Regions from separate parts of the Mus musculus genome. Here all the other regions are linked to region 2. The links are chromatin contacts, called in public Hi-C and HiCAR-type maps. All regions are on one chromosome and are shown on one strand. The core of a region is the stretch at or near the end of the contact, and the rest is flanking DNA. Distances in the headings are between cores, read along the strand shown.

What was found. Hi-C and Micro-C count contacts between places; a contact is called where the count stands out from the background. HiCAR-type assays count read pairs that join an accessible place to other places.
Region 1: a Hi-C map of pro-B cells shows a contact between it and region 2, with 2.7 times the contacts expected there. The contact joins the enhancer-like site here to the promoter of Alcam in region 2. A contact is called at or near these places in 1 of 484 Hi-C or Micro-C datasets (pro-B cells), 2 of 115 datasets of contacts at active chromatin or transcription factors (embryonic forebrain and large pre-B cells) and 1 of 9 other capture datasets (adipose tissue).
Region 3: a contact with region 2 is called in a HiCAR-type map of astrocytes, with 4 times the contacts expected there. The contact joins the promoter of 1700116B05Rik here to the promoter of Alcam in region 2. A contact is called at or near these places in 6 of 39 promoter capture datasets (the 3T3-L1 cell line, 3T3-L1-derived adipocytes, cranial neural crest and 2 more), 2 of 484 Hi-C or Micro-C datasets (cortical neurons and nephron progenitors) and 3 of 115 datasets of contacts at active chromatin or transcription factors (astrocytes, embryonic forebrain and embryonic hindbrain).

Annotation. Positions count from the first base shown.
Region 1 is chr16:51,350,401-51,353,676 of GRCm38.p6, reverse strand. No RefSeq gene overlaps it. Among named protein-coding and RNA genes, the nearest start is that of Gm32431, 300 kb to the right of the region's middle. Within about 2 kb of position 1,361, at least 33 of the 459 cell types and tissues checked have an H3K27ac peak or open chromatin away from gene starts, as enhancers often do. A contact at or near this core is called in pro-B cells, where this site is marked.
Region 2 is chr16:52,451,681-52,455,150 of GRCm38.p6, reverse strand. It overlaps Alcam (activated leukocyte cell adhesion molecule), which reads left to right and starts at 2,070. Exons shown (of 16, transcript NM_009655.3): 1 at 2,070-2,758. The coding sequence starts at 2,686.
Region 3 is chr16:50,782,012-50,785,674 of GRCm38.p6, reverse strand. It overlaps 1700116B05Rik (RIKEN cDNA 1700116B05 gene), which reads right to left and starts at 2,266. Exons shown (of 2, transcript NR_131006.2): 1 at 2,118-2,266; 2 at 1,584-1,845.

The DNA of each region.
Region 1 (3,276 bases), core at 112-2,611, 1.1 Mb after region 2:
CATTTATTGATAAGGAGACAATCTCTTACACATACTTACCTTTGCCCCCTCCCCCATTTTGTTTGTTTGTTTGTTTGTTTTTTGTTTTTTGTTTTCCTTTTGACAGGGTTTCTCTGAGTGGCCTTAGATATCCTGGAACTTGCTCTGTGAACCAGACTGGCCTCATACTAACAGAGATCCACCTGCCTCTGCTTCCCAAGTGCTGGGATCAAAGGCATGTGCCACCAGCAACAGCTACACTTAACTTACTTTAATCTGAACTGCTCTTTCTCTATCTTGTAGTTTATAATAATAGCTACGTTTTCTTTATAAATTGCTACTACTTCTCCTAAGTGGCACTGTGGCATTTCTTCCCTGGGATGTTTCTCTCCATACCTCTGTTGCAATCTGCCTCTTACTCGTTTTAAGTTTTCTTTTATTTGTGCATCAGCATCACTCTCCAAGCTGCCAGCTGCTGAAAGGCTGAATGAGCATCTTTCCCCATGCTCTAGCATCAGCACCTCACTCAGTCTCCAAGGTACAGCAGTTGCTCAAGAAATGCAAGAGCCAGGAAGAGGAGCAGAGGAGGAGATAGAGAGAGGAGGACAGGAAAAAGGGACACAAAGAGAAAGGGAGAAGAAAATTCAATTGAGGAAAAGTAAAATAAGGCAAAAATAATGCTTTTGGTGAATGTATATAAACATCCCTGCAACGTAAGGCACCTATGAGCTCCTAGGATTGTAAAGATTTAAATCTTAAGAGTGTGCATATTTAATTTGCCTTTGTCTACCATGTGCTATACAAATGACTCCATAAATTCTGCTTTGCATTTACACATGTACCTGAAAACAGGTGTGTGTAGTATCCTAGATAATGTTCTATTACTCTTTCCACTGAAGTCTGTTGTGGCCTAACTAAAATTTAACATTGCCTAAAAGGAAAACGAGAAGAACATTTTTAAGGGAAAGTATGTTTATTTTTGATAAAAATCTTTATTTTTAATATTTTTTTCATACTGAGTTTTGTTTTTAATTTTTTGGAAGGAATTAGGTATGGAAATCTTGAGAATTTAATATTATGTATCTGAGACAGTTTTATTTCAATAATACATGATTGTTAACTATACTAGGAGGAGAAATGTGTGTCTAAACTGATTTTCAACCATTCAGTCTCAAGATTCTCATGAGAATCCAGATGAACTGTGGGTGAGAATATTCACCAGGACTTGCCTAGAAACCATGGCAGAGCTGTCGCAACTAGGCATCTGGCCAGGGTGGGGAGGCCCACCACTATGTGGTCCATATGAAGTGGTACATAATAAAGACTCTTCGTCAGGCTGCAGTGAATGAGACCCCATGGAAAGCTGGCAGAGTCAGCCAACCACAGCTCCACAGTTCTCCTGTGCTCACAGATGTTTCCTGCCTTCTGCACCACACGCAGCCTACACTGAAGCCTCTGTGTTTTCTTGTAAATGCATCTGCTGTGGTTGGATCCCGTTCCAGGGTCAATTTCTTCATCATTAAAAAATGAAGCCATGAAGAATTTGTTAGAGGGAACATGGAATATAATTTAATGACTATATATGTCTCTACTGATAGATTGGTTTTGTTTAGTTTTATTTTTGAGATATTGTTCTTATTATGGATAAATTGATTTCACCTAACTGTCAGGAAGACAGAAACTAGAACAGTCTCTATGAAAGTGGGATGGATTCTTTATCCATCCATTGCTAGGCTTAAGTTTCAAACTTAGGAAACGTGTGCCAGACATCTGCTGTCACACTAAACTTCCTGTTCATTTTAGAGAATTTGCTCTGTTTGAGATCTCATTACTTGTTTACCGTCCATTATTGGAGAGTATAAACAAAGTCAGAGCTTCCTCAGATTAGTACTCTGCCATTGTAACATGAGCAACAGCTTTTGACTTCCCAAAGTGCTATATCTAATTGATTTAAAAATCAGAAAGAAATCTAAGATACTGCCTTAGTTACATAGCTACATTGCTATGATAAAACACCAAGACCAAGATAACTTATAAAATGAAGAATTTAATTAGGCTTACCATTTAAGAGGGTTAGAATTCATGATGGAGGAATTAAGGCATCACAACAGGAAAGACTGATAGCTCATATCAAAATCACAAGCAGGAAGCAGGGAATAACCCCTCCTCCAGCAAGGCCACCCCTCCTTATTCTTCCCATACGGTTCTACCAACTAGGGAACAAGTTAAGCTTATGATTCTAGAGTGAGTAGCCATTGTCATTCAAACCTCCACAGGCTCCGTTACAACCTCATCCAACTACTGAAAAAGATAGGGTTCCTGAGTTCTACCTGCTTTGGAAAGCATACACTGCCACATCATAGTCCTTGTCTGTGCTATGTATTTCCTAGTGGCCAAACATGCTTTCATAGAGTGTAACTGCCATTTTTCTGTTCCATGTCCTCAATAATATTTTTTAAAATATATTTCATTACATTTATTAAGTTCTGTTACAGTCAGGATATGGGTGCCATCTTGTGATCCCTCTCTGTTAAAGGATCTCTTTTCTTCATCTGTATGCTCATTTAGATTAATTCGAAGCCCCCACCTTTGATAGAGTCTCTCGGTTTCCTCAAAAGTTGAGTTTAATACTTGCCATGATCTTTGTGGCAGAGAATGCTACTGGTTATTCACTCTATGTTAAATATACATGAAAGACAGAGGAAGGCTTGCATCAGGTGTTTTAAGCTCAATTAGTCTTAAGAGGGCTTAGACCTCAAATTGGGTCCATGGGTAACCTAGGAGATATTCTGAATTTTGTTCTTTTTAAGTTTTGAAGACAGAGATCTTTCACATAAAGCTCAATAATTCAGGTTTTTTTTTCCTAAAAAGAGAATAATCAGTGTAGTCCCATGTTCTCACACTTTACCCGAACACTTGGGCTGGTTTTTCTTGCCTTCTTTAAGACTATGCAGCCACTCCTCTTGCCATCTTCTTTGTGACTGTTTCCAAGCTAAACTCTACCATCTACTGTCACAACCAGACATCTGTGTCCTTCCCATTACTTTGAGTCCTTAACTGGAAGGCTCAAACTTCAGTTCACGGGCCTTTAAAATTGCTGAAGCTACAATATTATTTATTCAACCGAAATGGCTACTGTGGGTTCTCCTCCCGGATCCCTGACTTCATTAGCCCAGGGTATTTGACTAGGTTTCCAGTATTAGGCATGATTTCTCTCCTTCTGAGTAGTCTTGAGTACACCATATAACCAAGCTGTACCACTACTTGGCATAAGCCATCCCATTTGTTATTAAAAAC
Region 2 (3,470 bases), core at 821-3,320:
GGTTGACTTTTGAGCAAGGTCACTCACCGAGTGCAAATCAGTGTTTTCTCTAGGTTCCATTTCCCAAAAGGCCAGCACCTGCTGCTGTGGCTGGCCAGTGACCTAGGAGATCTCATTTACTCAGAATAATCAATCCAATGAGTCCTCAACAACGGATATCCCCTTTCAAAAGTGAAGATAGTGAGTGGGGCTTAGAGAGGCTTAGATATGCTCGTCAGACACTGTAAAAGCCAGGATCTGACATGCCATCTTTGCCATTTATTTATTTATTTATTTAGCAACGATATGCTATGTTAGGTTTCACCTCAAAATAGTCAGATAATCTGAAGATTCAGAAGAAACACAATTAGAGTGATTTATTCCCAAACACTCTATTTTAGGCTGGCTGCAGTTTGAAGAAAAATTCCCTAAAGGAATCTTGTAGGTTCCCATGAGCGTGCCAGCAGTTTAGCTCTGTGCACCAAATGCAGAGTTAACAGGCATTTGCCCCTAGCATTTAGCCTTCCTGTTGATTCATAAGATGCAAATGAAATGTAAATGTTAAAACCATGTGGGAAAAAGGATTTTCGGAGGAAAAATATAAGAGATCTATCCTACAATACTGTAAAAGCGAGGAGAACAAGACAGGGAGGCGCTGGGGGGAAAATCACAGCTGAAGACAGAGTTTAATAATTTCAAGCACGAAAGGAAAGGGATTCAAAGATCCGTGTCTGTGTTTGTCTGTGCGCTTGCGCATTCGTGTGTGTGTGTGTGTGTGTGTGTGTGTGTGTGTGTCTGTACGAAGCTTCTGCCTGCACACTTAGACACCCCCCATATCCACTTGCAAGTAGCTGGTGGTTCCCAATCTTTTGAAGACAAAGTCCCGTGAGGCTAGTTAGCATTCCCTGCTGGAGACTGGCTTCACACAGGGGGTGACCCTGTGATGCACCAAAGACTATTTCATGCCCTTGCGAGGTGGTTCAGGGACCAGGATTTTATTATGCTGAGGGCATTAAGAGTTGTGATCCTGCAATCTTGAGTTAGAGCCACTTACGGTCCCAACAGCTCCACCCTGGTGTTTTAGAGGAAAATATTCCTTTATGCTTTCTGCATGAACTGAAAGCGACACGGCTTCCCGATGCTACGCCTAGGAGGTGGTTCAAGCTTTTGAAATTGCCTGAGAAGCCCCGTCCATCTGCTGGATGCCTGGCTTTCTGGAAAGGACCAGGAGGCGTAGGTTTTTAATCTGAGTAACTCTGGATTTTGTTTTGTAACTTCAAATCGTCACCTAATTAAAAGTAAACGTGACTTTTTTTTTCTTTAAAGAACGTTTTGAAAATCAGTGTGGCGACGTGTGTTATGGTCTAGAGTCCTAATTCTCACCGGGAAGGAGATGGGGGCGAAGGGGGAGCACAAAAATCTCTTCTGCTTTTCGGTACTGGATAGTTGATTAAATGATTTGCTTTGATAAAGTGTACGCCAGCCAGGACTAGGGGAACAGAAGAACGGCGAATTCGAGAAGGAGTAACCTTCTCTTCAAAGTGGGGGAAATTACTCTCAACCACCAGTAGCTGTTTCCGTGAGCCTCCGGGTGGAGAATCTCCATCTTTTCCACCTCCTCAGTCCTAGTCCAAGAGGACCCAAGGTGAGCTCTTCGCCCCAACAACTCTACAGAAGGTGAAGGCGGTACCCTCGTCGAGAAGAAAAATCCCTAAGGAGTGAGCCAGTGGACTGGGCTTCGGAGTGCAAGAAGACAGCTATGTGGCCAGGCTGGGAGGACAGCAAAAGATCTCAGATCCTATGTCTTTGGGGCGCTGAGAATCCCCTGGTAAGAGCCAGACACTGGCGAATCCAGCCCGTCACGCCCCCTACTCTCGATCCCGCTCTTCATTGGCCAGCGTGTCCTGTGGGAGGCGGAGTCGATGTCAGCCCCGCCCACCAGAGCGCGGGGGCTGGGGCATCAGGCTCTTCTCCCACCAGGGGCCGCCAGCTCTGCTCAGTCTCCGACTTGGTCCTGCAGCGCCTCTAGGCTGCGGATCGGCGCTCCAACCACCTGCTCCGCGCTGCCGCCGAGGAAGCTGGGCGGGAGAGAGGAGCGGGAGGAGCAGGAGGAGCGGGAGGAGCGGGAGGAGGAGACAGGCAGCTTACACACGCCTTCCCGTCCTCCACTCAGAGCAGCCGGAGCCCGCGGCCGCCGCCACTGCTCCAGCTGCCGCCGCTACAGCCTCTGCCTCGGCTGCCACCTGAGGAGACCCACCGTCGGGACCCCGCGGCGCTGCCCCGCCGACCCTTCTCTGCTCCCGGTGATCCGTGCACGGTGCAACTCTCATCACTCTTCTTATCCTCTCCTTTGCAAGAAGAGAAACTACTAGAAGACAGCATCCAAAAAGAAACCGCGTCTACCTTGACTGACTACTGAAGCGTCTCCTGGAATAAGAGGGTCGCCCGTCCTGGGAGTAGCTGCCAGAGACACTGAGGAAGGGTGTGGAGGGGGGGAGGGAGGAGTTGCGGGTTCCGCGTGGAGGAAAGTTGCGTGTGGCACAGACCCGACGGCGCAGCGCCACAGTCCCCGGGGGACCGTGTGTCTTGGAAAAAAGTCGCTGTCCCCCTAAGGCGAGACCCACAAGCGAGCGGGCCCCGTGGGCCCGGGGACGACGCCCCCTCCTGCGGCGTGGACTTTGTCGGTGGCCTTCTAGGAGGAGGAATATGGCATCTAAGGTGTCCCCTTCTTGCCGTCTGGTTTTCTGCCTCTTGATCTCCGCCGCGGTCCTCAGACCAGGTAAGCTTTTGGCCTCTGAACAGCCCCACTGTAGTGGTTGTTGCGGACCGGGGGCGGTTCCCCGGGAGGCCTGGGGCTGTGCGCTCTAGCGTGTGCTTAGCAAAGTATGGGAGCCATAAAGGCGCGCGGGGGACACAGATCTGTCCCTGGGAACAGTCACCTGTGTCACACGTTTTAGGCTTGACTGGTCTGCTCAGGTTTGGGCAGCGAGATTGAAAACTAAGCACATCTCCAGGAACTTTGGGTGAGGCTTAGCTTGAGGGTGCAGGACCCCCCCCCCCCCGGCAAGATCTGCTGAACTCTCTCCCCCGCACCGTCCCTCCAGTCTCTTGGTATCAAAGTACAATTCACTGCACTCAGAGCAGTTTCCTTTCGCTGGGCTTTGAGGTGAAATAACTGCTGGCACTTTGTCACGATAAATCCCCTAAGTAACTTCCTCTTGGTCATAATGTGAAGACCTGGGAGGAATGGCAGGGGATAAGGAGGGTTTTGACTATCTTTTTTTTTTTAATAATAATAATACTGAAATAGAAGCTGCATTGTCTAGTGGGTAGCTAGTGTAGGGTTGATGGCAGCCGAGTCACGCAGCGTGGACTGGGTTAGCAGTCAGGTTTGCGAGCCTTAAAGCGAGGGATTTCTTGGTTTCCACACCCAGTGGTAGCGCCTCAGTTCTCACTTCTACAGAGAGTCCTCAAAGAAAAACGACAAAATT
Region 3 (3,663 bases), core at 1,017-3,516, 1.7 Mb after region 2:
CCACCCCTACTTTCAGCCTCCTACCTATCCCACAACTCTAAGCCCACAACAAACATTCCATTGCTTCCAGGCAGGCTTTCCTAATATCACCCTGTGCTACCTGGCTCCACACCCACACTTCGCTGTGCCCAACTGATGAGTCATCAGAAGGAAAACAGGCTATTGTATCAAGAGCAGAGACCCAAAGATGAGTGTGAATTCTGATACAATAGTTTGCTGGCTGTGGAAATTGTTTCAAGTTTCTTACATCATAGCCTTCATTTGACAGAGTAGTCATGACAATAGTGGTGATGTTGATGATGATAATGATGTTGATGATGATACTTGATTCAGAGCTCTGTGATAAGCAAATGACTGGGATATAGACATTCAAAGGTAGCTAATGGCTATCGTCTTTCTAATTGTCAAATGCCTAATAATAATCGCAAATGCTGTGTGGCAGGAAAGTTGGGACAGCTTCAGTTTAAAATTAGAATGTAAAAGCCAGTTGGCAGAGCAGAGATGCAGCCACTACCACCACCCAACCCCCAACACACACACACACACACACACACACACACACACACACACACACCAAGGCTGACTGACAGGTACAATAAAGCATTTAGTGAACAATTGCCAGAGAAAGCCAAGGCTTGGCAAATAGCCAAAATGCTGTGGTTCTCAACCTATGGGTCCCGACCCCTGTGAGGCTGTATATCAGATATCCTATATGTCAGATGTTTATATTACTAGCTAGTTTATAACTAGTAAAATTACAGTCCTGGCATAGCAACAAAATAATTTTATGGTTAGGGGTCACCACAGTGTTAGGAACTGTATTCAAGGGTTGCAGCTTTAAGGAAGGTTGAGGACCACTGCTTTAGAGTGCATAGCGCCATTGAGCATCTAACTTTCCTCTCTGCTTCCCAATCCCTTTGGTAGTGTATTATTTAACAAATTGTTTCTTGTTCTGTTCCTATCCAATCCATCACTCCAGGGACATAAGCACCCAGAAATCCTATTGCGTGCACCCCAGACCCTTGGTATCTGCCAGTCACACTTATATCTATCACCAAACATGCTAGTCTATGACCTAGCTAGCCCGTTTCCCAAACCTCTGCTCCATATTCCTGTGCATGACTGTGTGTGCAGTCTGGGCCCCTGTCATCAAAGGAACGGGCTTCAGGCCAGGATTCCAAACCAAGTCCAGTGACTGAATTAATCAAGGAACAAAAGACGGTGGCGCAGGAAAGGGTGGGTGTAGAGAATGAAGTAGAGGCTCGGAAGTATTCGTGGAATTCTAACAAGGTAGAGAAATGGGGGAGAGGGGGCTGAACCGAGAAGTGAGATGGGAGAGAATAGCGACAGTGGGAAGGGTGAACAAAGTTATCTCAGTTATCCCAGCAGCACTGGGATAACTAACCCTCCATGGGAAGACCTCGCTTCAAATCCTACATTTGCTTTGGGGATAGAGGTCTCTCCCGGTGGGCCACAGGAAATTTCAAAATCCGCCCTCCCAGCCCTCTCCCTCCTGTGGTCTTCAACTGGTGTGGAGGAAGGAAAAAAGACTCGATAAAATTAGTTCCACTCTACACCACAGCTGCTTTTCTTCATAGAGATTTACTTTTGAACAAGTCATTTTTGTTGTTTCCAATTGCCGTGGGCTTTAAGTAGGGGTGAAGGGGGAGGACAGAGCTGAGGAAAGGATTGTCTGGAAGTGTCCTGATGGAGCTTGTGGTAACAGGTGGCCCGGAGAACTGCTGACTTGGGAGCTATGGCACAGCTGAACCGAAAGGCTTGACGAATGTTGACGCCTGACAGCTTGGACGAGGCATAGCTCAGGTACTCCCCGGGAACAGCTGTCTGCTTTTTAATTAGGTGAAGAAATGGGAACGAATTTAAAACAAAAACAAAAAAAAAAAAACAAAAACAAAAACATAATAAGGTAGAATAGAAAGGAATGATTTACTTCCATCCCATGTTATTGTTACAAACAGTTTGCAAAAACACACTGACACTTGTCTCTCTGGAGGCTTTGCCCCGCCCCTTTCCCCTCCCCACCACCCCACCCCCACCCCCACCCCGTGGGGCTGGCTGGCCAGTGCTTCTCATGATCTAGGGTTCACCCAGGTCACCTGGGGAGGCAGGAAAGATCCAGATTCTGATGTGGAATGTTTGTGGTGATCTGAGGAGCCTAGCAAGCTCCAGGTGATGCCAATTCTCCAGGGCTAGGAGGAAAGAGAGCAGCAAGACTGTCAACCACGTGGCACTTCCGAATGCAAGCACTGTACAAACAGTGTCAAGCCGTCAACGGACAGAAACGGTCTATTAGTTGGAGGATGAAAGCAAACTAAATGCTGATGAGATTTTAAAAGAAATTCAATGACTAAAGAAGTCATTAATATTAATGATTTTGAATTACTCTTGTGACCTCTCAGACTTCTGACCATACACCATGGACTTAAAAGTACCCATTACAATTATATCATAAATGACTCTGTATGAATATTTCAATTTCTGAGACCTTTAACTACAGTAAGGTTTTTTTGTTTTTTTTTTTTAATTCCTTCAACTAACAGAAGAAAAAAAAAAGAGTCTTTAAATTATTAAATCCTGCAATTTACTCGCAAAGTTGAAGAAAGGCTCTCCCTCCTCCTTTGGTAAAATGTTTAATTCAGAGGCATTATAAGTCAGGAGAAATTAAAGCAAAAGAAAAAAATCATGGGAATGCACTGCACAGAGAAAATGGGATGCAGGGGGGAAAGAGCGAGGCTAATTCGTCGTGTGTGCCATAGCTGATAGGAAAGATGTTTGAGAATACTAAACTGCTGTTTTCTATTCTCCCCGTAGCAATGCCAACATCACTTCTACAGAGGAGAAAGTGAAAAGCCTGGGGAAGGAGGAGTGGGTCTGTACACGATGGAAGGAGGAACCTGGGAGCCTGGCCCTGGGATGACTGAGAGAGGAAGAAAGGGGTATTTGCAGACATGGCCCCATTCTTCCTTCCCTTCAGCTAACATGCAAAAGTGCCTATAAAAAGATGGCACCCGAACCCATAAACATGTTCTGGCCCCATTTGTAACCAATGATTTAAACAGTTGTCACCACATCAGCCTAGAAGGGTAGAAGAAGAGAAATGTATTGGGACTGTGTCAGTCACAAGAAGGCTCTAGCCTTCTTGGGTAGTGTCTTAGTCAGGGTTTCTATTCCTGCACAAACATCATGACCAAGAAACAAGTTGGGAAGGAAAGGTTTTATTTGGCTTACACTTCCATGCTGCTGTTCATCACCAAAGGAAGTCAGGACTGGAACTCAAACAGGTCAGGGAGCAGGAGCTGATGCAGAGGCCATGGAGGGATGTTCTTTACTGGCTTGCCTCCCCTGGCTTGCTCAGCCTGCTCTCTTATAGAACCCAAGACTACCAGCCCAGAGATGGTACTACCCACAAGGGGCCTTTCCCCCTTGATCACTAATTGAGAAAATGCCTTACAGTTGGATCTCTTGGAGGCATTTCCTCAACTGAAGCTCCTTTCTCTGTGATAACCCCAGCTGTGTCAAGTTGACACAAAACTAGCCAGTACAGGTAGCCCGAACTTCTCAGAAGCAAGGACAATAGGTAGACATTTCCATGCACTCTATGGTTTGACGGTGCTGCTAGCAAGAGAAATACCTACTGTAGAG